Linked DNA regions of Gossypium hirsutum: region 2 is linked to region 1. Evidence: chromatin contacts called from public Hi-C data. All regions are on one chromosome and are shown on one strand. Each heading gives the region's core, a stretch centred on a gene start, on an enhancer-like site or on the middle of the called end of the contact. The rest is flanking DNA. Distances are from core to core; before and after follow the strand shown.

Evidence for each region. A called contact is a pair of places that touch in the nucleus more often than the background predicts.
Region 2: a Hi-C map of leaf shows a contact between it and region 1, with 2.0 times the contacts expected there. The contact joins the promoter of LOC107954590 here to the promoter of LOC107951648 in region 1. A contact is called at or near these places in 6 of 34 Hi-C or Micro-C datasets (hypocotyl, leaf and petal).

Annotation. Positions count from the first base shown.
Region 1 is chrD07:25,211,103-25,216,250 of Gossypium_hirsutum_v2.1, reverse strand. It overlaps LOC107951648 (protein-lysine N-methyltransferase EFM1), which reads left to right and starts at 3,558. Exons shown (of 17, transcript XM_016886772.2): 1 at 3,558-3,710.
Region 2 is chrD07:25,428,199-25,434,065 of Gossypium_hirsutum_v2.1, reverse strand. LOC107954590 (peroxisome biogenesis protein 16) reads left to right here and starts at 3,675. Exons shown (of 8, transcript XM_016890190.2): 1 at 3,675-4,254; 2 at 4,955-5,012; 3 at 5,349-5,562; 4 at 5,669-5,867. The coding sequence starts at 4,174.

The DNA.
Region 1 (5,148 bases), core at 2,309-4,808:
TCTTTTTTTATCTCTAAGTAATTTTTTAAATGAAAAAAAAAACTAACTTTTTAAGTCAAACACAAATTCTACCTTTTGACTTTTCAAAAGTTTGGTTTAAATTATAAATTTATCTCTGATTTATAATGTTGAAATCTCTTTTTTTTAAATAGACTTTTTATTAAAATGAAAATGGGAGTCGCCACCAATCATTTTAAGATGTGTGATTGGGTCACCTTGTAATTTGATCGTTTTAATAAGAGATTTGATTTATTAGAACAATGTTTTTCAGTCTACAAAATCCAAAAAACAGGTTCGGGAGTCGGTTACGCACAAGGAAGGATTAGCACCCTCGTTACGCCCAAAATTGGTACCTAATTGATTACTTGATGTCTTTAATGTCAAAAATTAAAAATTTGAAGAGATTTTAAAATACGATCCTTTATTAAGACATACTAAATTAATTTTCACGAAAAGGGGCTTATTTTAAGTTTATCGAGAAGAAAGGATCATATCCCGTAAGTTAGGACATAATGCCAAACACGATAAGTAATAATATATAAAAATGGTAAGAGATAATAAATAGATAAACAAATAAATAAAATAATATATGTAATTACTATTCTAATTCTAATATAAATAACCCAAACACGATAAATAATAATAATAATTTGGGGCAACAAAATAAATAAATACTTAAGGAAATGTAAAATATAATTTTTAAATATGTAAAAAAATAAAGAAATAACAAATAAATGAATAAATAAATATAAAGAGAAAAAAAAAGAACAGCATATGTATAAGAATCTATAAAAGGTTGAAATTAAATGATTAAAGAATTGAATTAAAATGAAATTTAGAGTTTAAATTATAATAAAATAAATGCAAAAAAGACTAAATTTAAATGAAATTTAGGGGCCCAAATGATAAAGAAAAAGAATAAAGGACAAAACTGTAACGCGCAAAACAAATCAGGGATCAAATGGAAATTATCCCAAACCTTGGGGACGTGTCATCCCCTAAGTGGGTCCACATTGATCTAGGGACTAAATTGCGAACAATTTAAAATTTCAGGGAAGAAATAAAATAATTAAAAAAGAATGAGACTAAACTGAAAGATGCCACAAAAGCAGAAGGGTTAAAGGTGCAAATAAACCCTCCTTAAAAAAACACGCAGATCCTAGGCCAAATGGTTCGGGTTGGCCAAAACGATGTCGTTTTGGCGCCGGAGGAAACAGGCCAAAACGGCGCCGTTTTGGAGCCTTACTTAAGTCAAAAAAATTTCCAAAAAAAATCATTTCACCCCCATTTCTAAAAAATATTCTGAAACCCTCTCCCCTTTCTCCAAACCACCCTTCGGCCGGCCTTGGCTCCGGCGAGTCACCGCCGTGCCGGCCACCGGTCGTGGGCGACGGTGGCCAAAAAAACCTAAAATGGTTCCTTTTAACCTCTTTTTCATGAGGAGCCCCGTTTTGGGGTTAAAAGCACCGAGATCTCGGCAAAATCGGGCCAAAAGTGAGAAACCCTTCAGTTTCCTCTTCTCTCCGTCAACCGAAGCAGGTAAAAACCTTCCTTTTTTTGTTTTATGTTTTATATTTATATATAATGATTTGAAAAAAATAAATAAATAAAAAGAAAATCAATCACCTTTGAAATCTCGTATTCTGTTGTTTAAAAAATTTCTGATTGCATTTCTTTTTTGTATTTCTTTCTCTGTTTTTTTCAAAAAAAGAACCCTCATTACAATCGGTTTTTACGCTTTTTATAGCCGATTTTACAACATTATTCTTCTATTTTTTTCATTGTTTCTTGCGTGTTTGTTCTTCTTTGCAGGGTGGTTGACGGAGCAGTTGGGGATAGGCGCTAGGAGCGGCGCTGACGTGGGAGGAGCGGCGCACAGGCACTAGATTAGGGTTTTTGTTTCTGAAAAGAAAAATTTAGGCTTTTGGGCCTTTAAGTTTTTTGATTTGGGCTTGTAATTTTGGGCTTTCGATTTGGGATAGTATTGTAACTGGATTGTTAATATTTTGGAATTTTTATTTATTTTTTATGTTTGATTTTTGTCTGGTTTGGGCCCGAGCAAACTTGGGCTCTCACATATATTAATTATAAATTTCAAATATGACTTATATATTGAATAAATTTTACAAACAATTTATTATAATTGTTTAAAAAGTCTTTAAATTTTATATTTCAGTTATTATAGTTTTTTTTATATTTTTACTACAATTTAAATTGAATATTTAATAATACAAAATAATTCAAATATAATATTTTGTCAATAGTAATAATAAAGACACGAAAAAAAAAAGATATTTTGTATTTGGGTCAATTATTCCATTACTTATGAATTGTATGTTATTTTAATATCTAAATATGATTTATATATTGAAATAAAATTTTACAAATAATTTGTTTTTTTTATTTTAATATTACAAATATAAATTATGTCGAAACACAAAATATAGCCAATATAAAAACACAACAAACAAAGAAGAGAAAGCAACTATAAACGCACGTATTGGGATTGAAGATCCACGCATCACAATTAAGAATGGTGGCACTCAAACTTGGATACATAAGGACCCAAGGCCTCACCTTAACCAACAATGCCATAGCCCTCTTAGCATAAATAATTTATCTTAATTGTTTAAAGTTTTCAAAATTGATATTTTATTTAGTGTAATAATATTAACGAATCTAAATATCATTTAAATTAGTTTATTTTTTATTTTACCATTTCATATCTAAAATGAGCATTTTAAATTTCACAAAATTCTTTAACAATAATGCTAAATATTTAAAATCTTAAATCATTGAGTGCCAGAATTACTTTTTAAAAGTAATGCTAAAGTAATCCTTTGGAAATCAATCTCAAAGATACTAAAAGAATAACATTTGATAGACCATGAGAAAGGGGAAAAGATCAAATTTTGGTCCGATAATTGAATGTCGAACTTTGATCCCCTGGAAGATCATTGTCGAGACCTAAGTGGAGTGCACATAGATGATATGGTACACATAGATGGAGGATGGGATTGGAGTGAATTCTAACATCTTTTAGATTGATCAATGGTCCTTTTCATTGCAGGGACATTACATCCTAATCGGCAGGCTCAATGAAACTCATTTCTTTGACAATGGAATGGTAATGGGTTGTTTTCGATGAAAAGTGCTTCAAGATCAACTTGAACCCACCAAATGCAAAATAAAGAACCATTTGGAAGAGCCAATATCCCTAAAGAGTGTGTCATTTTCTTTAGCTAGTGACTAAAAATAAAATGGTGAAAGGTGTCATAAACATTCTATTGAGGGGATTGACCTTTTCGAGAAAATTCTCTAAAATGTTGTCACATAAAACGGAAGCTTAAAAAATGTTTAAATATAAACAATTTACCATTTCACCTATAATTTAATTGTTGATTTTTTATATAAATATAATTTTAATATCATTTTTTTTCTTCCACCTGGTGTGATAATATCTAATATTAATAAAAATGATTTTGAAAATAGTTTAGTTGGTTGAAGCAGGCCCGCAACCATTGAACCAAGTTTTGGGTTAGAAAGTTGAGATATTGAAAATACAAGCGGCTAAGCCCAACTCCAACCAAAACCAAAAAAATTCCCAAAAGTGTCGTCTCAAGCTCTAAGCCTCTCACCAGTCAGGCAGTCACCGGCAAGCACCAACAAGGCACCGTCGACCACCGGCCCTTAAAATTCTCATTTGACTGGTTGGTTTCGTTACTTGTAAACCCATTCTTGATGTTTTAGGATTCTATTTCTGGTTGATTTTTAGTTATAGATGTTACTATGTCAGCCCTTAGTCTCCTTTGACAGCATTGAATTTGAAGGAAACAAACAATGAGCTAATGAGGAAACATGGAATCTCTTACAACTTCCAAACGTCACTCACTTCCATTCTAATATATTTCATTTATTTTCTAATAAAGAAAGAAAAACAAGAAATGGAAAGAGTTTGAAGTTTAGACCAAAACACAGAGAGAGAGTCTGTCATGTCCGAATGTAATAAAATAATAATAATAACTTTTCTTTTTCTTTGTCTCTCCAAATTTACTTAGCTAGAAGAACATAGATGTTCGAACCATGAAAAATGTTTATAATGTTTTGATTTTGATGCTTATTGTTAATGTTTATGAACTGAATTGTTAATTTTAAAATTTTATAGGTATATTGAAAAATGGCTTGTAGTGAAAACAATGAGTTTATGGGGGATAGTGAGAAGGTTTCTGTTTGTTTGATCTTGTCTTTAAATGTTGATTGTTTTGGTTTTCTAGGGATAGCTCATGTTGAACTAGCTCAAAGGTAAAATTATACTGGCTGGAGTTAAACATTTATATTGATATTCCAACTGATATTGATTGTGAACTAGAGATAGAAATTGTTAGACTTAGTTAATTTAGCTTTATCGTTTTAGCTCAAGTGATAAATTCTGCTCTATGATGATGACTGTAAGGAGGATTTTAGAGCCATTGACATCTGATATCATTCCAGTTAATGCCATTTATACTTGTCAAGCTATTTAAGTACAATGCATGCATGAACAAAACACATTCAGCATTCTTATAAATGGAAATAGGCGATTCATGTTTAATGCAAGATTGGTAAGTGGTTGATGAAGGTTTTGGTTTTGCTTCCATTTGCTTGGGGAATTTTCTAATTTCATAGAGCAACTAGGTTACAAAAGCTCATTTGAATGCTGGTGGTTAATTTGCAGTTTTGAAAGCTTACAAAGGACTGCCTTGAAATGATAATATATTTCAATCTTGTGAAAAATAAAGTGACAATGCTCCATCGAGGTCTATTCCATCATTATATAGTCAAAGAAGTGAAGCAGAACTAGAAAATCAAGTTGTCTGGAATTGTTATTGAAATTTTAATTTGCTTGGAATTTTTATGTTTAAATTGTTAGTAATATTTAAATTTTTGTGAAATTATTATGTTTAGTTTGTTTGAATTATTATTTAGCTTTTTTTGTTAATTTATTTTACATTTATTTATTTTAGTTATGAATAAAATTTATTTAAAATTATTTTTTATTTGATTTTATATTATTTTTAAAATTTTAGTTTTAGTGGATTTGGATTTGGGTTATGTTGGATTCAGATATCCGACATAAGGTTGAAAATGTTAAATTCAGATTTTTTGCGG
Region 2 (5,867 bases), core at 2,426-4,925, 220 kb before region 1:
ATCTTAAACATTTACCTCCATGCTATTTAGAGGAGCAAAACCTTTTATGGAGGAAGGTTTTGGAGTTGAAGGCTCGTCACAATGAGGAATGGTTCATTTTGGGCGATTTTAATGCAATTAGAGATCGAAGTGAACGCATGGGATGCAGGGATAGGATGGAACGATGCGAAGAACTTAATGATATGATAAATAATGGAGAACTGGTTGATCTCCGTTTGGTCGGAAAGAAATTTACATGGTTTGGTTATGATAACAAGAGGAGTAGGCTGGGCCGTTTTCTTCTTTCACCAGGTTGGTTGTTGAAATTTCGAGACATTTGTCAAAGGGGCCTTAAGCATTCTGTCTCTGATCAATGTGCCTGTTCTATTGTTCACTGGGGCTGTGGATTGGGGCCGAGACCCTTTAAACATTTTAAATGTTGGTTAGATGACAAGGAGTGTTTGGAAAGCATCAAGAACCAGTGGATCAAGAATGCTCGCCATAATGATTCTGGGCGTGATTTGTTTCATAAACTGTCTTCTGGCTTGAAGATAAAAAATATGGTGGGGTTGAGGAGAATATTTTACAAGGTTGGGTTGTATTATGCGGGTGTCAAATTGGTAATCTTCCTTTTGTGTACTTGGGGTTGCCGATTGGTGGTAATCCGAGAAAAAATGCCTTTTCGGAACTGATCATTGTGAAGTTTAAAAGTAGATTGTCATTGTGGAAGAAGAAACTTTTATCCTTTGCAGCAAGGTTAACTTTGATTAACTCGGTTTTATCTTCTTTACAGTTATTTTACATGCCAATCCTTAAAATTCCTAAAGGAGTGGTTAATCGAATTGACAAGATACGGAGGAACTTCTTGTGGGCGGTCCTGAATCGAATCGTAAGATGGCTAAGATGGGGTGGAAAAGGGTGTGCAGGCCGAAAGTAAAAGGAGGATTTGGTGTTTCTAATCATGAATTCAAAAATCAAGTTCTTTTATCTAAGTGGTGGTGGGGCTTTGCTAAGGAGCCTAATTCTCTGTGGAGAAAAGTCCTTGTACGGATTTGTTTAAGTGGCGTCCTTCTACTGTTGGGTTGAAGAAGATGTCGGACATTTGGCGTTGTATCGTTGGTGTTGCAAATGAAGACCCGGTTAATAAGTTCTTGGAGCGCGATTGTTTCTGGTGGGGGGTAGTTAATGGTACGGATGTTTTGCTTTGGTACGATGTTTGGTGTAATGATCTACCCTCGAAGAATTTGTTTCTGAGGTTGTTTTGTCCTGCCAATAATAAAATGGCAAAGGTAGTGGATTACTCTGTTAACCAGTCTTTCATACATGATAGGTGAAGGGATTTCTTCTTTCGACCTCTTCTGGATAGAGAAGCGTCTTTGCTGGATGATTTGTGTGATTTAATTAAGTTGATTGTCGTTGATCCGGAAAGGTGTGATCGGATTATTTGGAAAATGGACGTTAGACTTAGAGGTATATTTTCTGTTAAAAGGTTATCTAATCTTATTAATGATAACTCTTAATTTCTTTGATGCTAATCTAAAAACTATTTAGAAATTGAGAATCCCTCCTAAGGTTCAAACATTCCTATAGCTTGGCTATTTGGAAAGACTTCCAACAATGGCTTTTCTCACTGGGAAAGGTGTGCATGTGGAGTTCGAGCAATGACTTTGCCCTTGGTGTCATGAGTGCACGGAGGATTCGGACATATGTTTATTGATTGCAGGCATATGTATATTTCTGGTGTCTTTTTTTTCAATTGGTGGAACCTTTCTTGGGTTGCTTTCCCTTCGTTAAAGGCGTTCATTATTCGAGTTTCGATTCCCATTTTAATGGTCACTCGAGAAGGTTTTGGTGGGTGGCGTGTGCTGCAGCTCTTTGGCCCATTTGGCTTGCCCGCAATGCAGCAATCTTTGAGAAGAAATTTTGTTCCATTGATGCAGTAATCTTTCTCACTGAAGTCAGACCGCTTTTCCGGATTAAAGCTATCAAAGATGATCTTATCTTTTGTTGAAACAGTTTGGTGGATTCACCTTTTGCTTGTGACAGTATTCAGAAAGGAAAATTTACTGCTGATGGAATGTGTTGGTCACCACCTACTGCAGGTTTTTTGAAGTATAACGTTGAAGGTTGTCCTGGCCAGGGGGGTTGTGGGGGGTGCTTAGAAATTATCTCGGTGTTGTCTTGGCTATGTTCTCGGATCCCATTGGCTCTGCAATGCCAATTGTTGCTGAACTTATTGCTATTAAAATGGCACTTTCCCTCTTTATTCAGTCGTCCCGATTGAGAGGTAAGGGCTTGATCATTGAGTCCGATTCAGCTTTTGCGGTTTCTTGGTGTAAGAAGAAAGATGATCGGCCCTGGAAACTTTGGGGTTAATTTGATGAGATTGATTGCTTTGTTTCGAAAATTGGGTGTGTTTACTTTCAACATGTAAACAGGGATCGTAACTCAATGGCTGACTCTGCCAAAGATCGGGTCGATGGGTCTATGTTGTTTAATGCGTGGTGGTAGTATGCATCTTTGTTATCTTATCATGTTGGAACATATTTGGGGTCACCTTGATGTTCCAAGGTTCCAGTTTCGATTATTATATCACCTGGCTTGGGCCATTGGGAAGGGAAGGCAGCTCGTGTTGGTCTATTGACAGCAGCGATGGCGCATGGTTCTACAAGAATCGACAGCGCTGTGATGTTTAAAGCTTGGATTTAGTATATTTTTTATTTTCTGCTTTAGTTTTGGTGATTGTTGTTATGGGTTTTGTAAAGGTTCTCTTTGCTGTTATTAGAGGTTGTTTTCTACCAACTATGTGAGCTTTTTGTTAATCTGACTCCATCAATAAAAGTCTTTGATTTATGCTTAGCAAATAAATAATAAAAATTATAATTTAGTCATTGAACTATTTGAAAGTTTTCATTTAAGTCACCGAGCTATTTAAAAGTTTTTATTTAAGTCACTGGATTATTACATTTTCTTTTTTTTCTTTTTTTAATTTCATTAGTGAATTCCAGCGACGATTTGACGATCAGTACAGTAGATCAATAGTCATCGACGAGTAGAAGAACATACCTTAAATCCAAGTCGATTTGAAGGTCACTGTCGAAGATCCTAGAAAAAAGTTGTTTGAATTTTAATTATCAAATTTACGATGTCTAAAACTGTTTCATGAAAAGAAAATTGGACTATAAAAGAGAAGGGGAAAGAGAACTTTTGATTGATGCAAGCAATGCAAACAGAAAAAGTCATATAACATCGATTTTAACAGTCCAATAACTTAAATAAATTTTTTTTAATAGTTTAATAACCAAATTGTAACTTTTTTTTTAAGTTAAGTAGCCAAAATAAAAATTTACATATATTTTAATGACTAATGGTGTAATTTACCCTTATTTTATTCACAATTATATAATAAAATATACCATATAAAATAACAAAGCATAGAACTATTATAAATGTGTTATAACTTGCGATTGAAATTATTAGATTTTATAACGGGTTAATAAATATTTTATAAGATATATTAAAAATATTATCAAAATTTATATAAATTTATAATATCTTAAATAATATTGTGATTAGAAAATAATAGATATAAATAAGATGGAAGAAGTAGTTTAAAGCACTTATTAGCAATCACCTAATTCATGGTATTACGATGATGGCAATGTTCTCTTTAATGTGTATATATATTTTGGACAATAACGACGTTCATGATTTTGTGAAAGTCAATAACTCATTCGGGTGCACACAAAGCCGATATCCTGTCATCTCCCTCTTTCTGTCTTTTCTGAGTTTCTCCTTTTTATGATCCTCTGTTTTTTCATTACCTCAATGGCCTACCGCTAAAATTCGTGGTCTCCCCCATCATATCGAACCCGAATTCAGTGATCCAACACAATCCAATCATCAACTCTCGAGGTTCAGCACCCAATTTTAGTAACAAAGAGGCACACCTCGTAGCCCTCGCACTTTCCCCATCTCCAACTTATCCTCAACATTCTTCCATTTTCCTCTGCGGAATTGAGTCAACGGTTGAATTGCAAAAAAAAGGTTTACTGATTGGGTATTTGCGAATCTGGGTTTCTTCCGAATTTCCAAAATTTTGATAAGATTGAGCATGAATTGGCTTGAGAGTGGCTCCGCGAGCTAGGGTTTCGAAACTTTTGAATTGAATTTTTTTTTATTACCTGATAAAGTATGTGCGAATCAATGGAGGCTTATAAGACATGGGTTAGGAGGAACAAAGACTACGTACACTCTTTGGAGTCTCTTGCCAATGTAAGCTTTTATCTTCTTCCCCAACCCCCCCCCCAATGTCAACCTTTTTTTCCTTGCTTCGGAAGGTTAATTTTAATAGCTTTTTTATGGTTCTTGGTAAATGACTTATATATATAATGTTAAGGTGCATTGAATTTATCATATATGCTCATACTTCCAAATTTAAGTGCTTTAATCTGTTTTTCTCCAAAGCTTATTTCTTGTTTGATTGATTTAGAGTGGGTGACTTTCTGGGTTTCACTTATGCTGCTATAATTTCTGGCTACTGCCTCTTCCATCTTTCCTTAAAAGTGAAGGAAATCCATTTGCAATTTAAAATGAAATGAAAGAAAATAAAAATGCCTTTTACTTGTTTTTGTTTTTCAGATATTGGATCTGAAAACACATTCAGTTGAACAACAAAAATGGAAAGTTATTATATCCGGAAGAGTGATGATTATCTGTAATTTTAGAGTTTCCAGTTAGCTGCTCCGACTAGATTCTTTTTTATTCTTCACTGTGGATAATATATACCCCAATTCCCAACTTATGTTTTCTTTTTGTATCTATGGACTATGATCTATATAGTTCGGTTATTTGGATTATTTGTGTGCATGCGCGCATGCTTGGGAATGTGGGCAACATTTTGTGAATGATTTTTTACTGTGTTGTGAAAATTGAGTGTTGCTATCTTATGCTGTTATTGAAAATGGTTGTGCAGGGATTGACGTGGCTTCTTCCTGAACGGTTCTCCACTTCAGAGATAGGGCCAGAAGCAGGTTTTGTGAAACTTTGGTAACATTGGCTGTTTCTTTATAGCTTAGAAAGTAGAAACTGATAAGATTTCCCCACCCCCAACCCCTACTTGATTCAAAGTAATCATCTAATTGGTTGCTGTTGAGAAAGAAATGAGTTAACGTTTTAAATGTGGTGTTCAATTACTTCCTTTTAGGTTCTAGCTAAATCTAGTGCCCCCGCTCCCTCTCCCCTTCTTAAGTCCCCTGGTTTGTAATGTCAGTGTGAAGAAGATCAAAATATTTCCCAACTTAAGTTGTGTCATCTTTTCATAGACTGAGTTCTTTTTTCTTAATGAACTATTTGGTAAATTTATGCAGTAACTGCAATTTTGGGCATAGTCACTGCCATCAATGAGCATATAATCGATACTACTCGTTCTGAGAGGCATCCTGGCTCTGCTGATCCTTTATCATTCCCTTATGGGTTGTGCATATCTGCCCTAAAGGACTTGGAAACTTTGGTCGAAGTTGTCGCTGAGCAATACTATGGTGATAAGAAATGGAATTTCATTGCTGCTACAGAAGCTATCAAGTAAGAAAGCTTCTTTATATAATGTGTGACGCTTTAAACACCTAAGCTTTTCCTCCTAATTTTATTGGCATTATGCATTTGCCTGATTATTTTGTACTTGATGTAGGGTGATAGTTAGGTTAGCTTTATTTCGGAACAGTGGATATAAAATGCTTCTTCATGGAGGAGAGACTCCAAATGTTGAAAAAAGTTCAGACGATACAGGTTCACAACATAGAATCGGAGGTTTCCCTAGGCCTGGAGGTCATCACCATGGAGCTGGTTTGTTACAAAACAATCATGGGTCAAACCCATGGACTATTGAA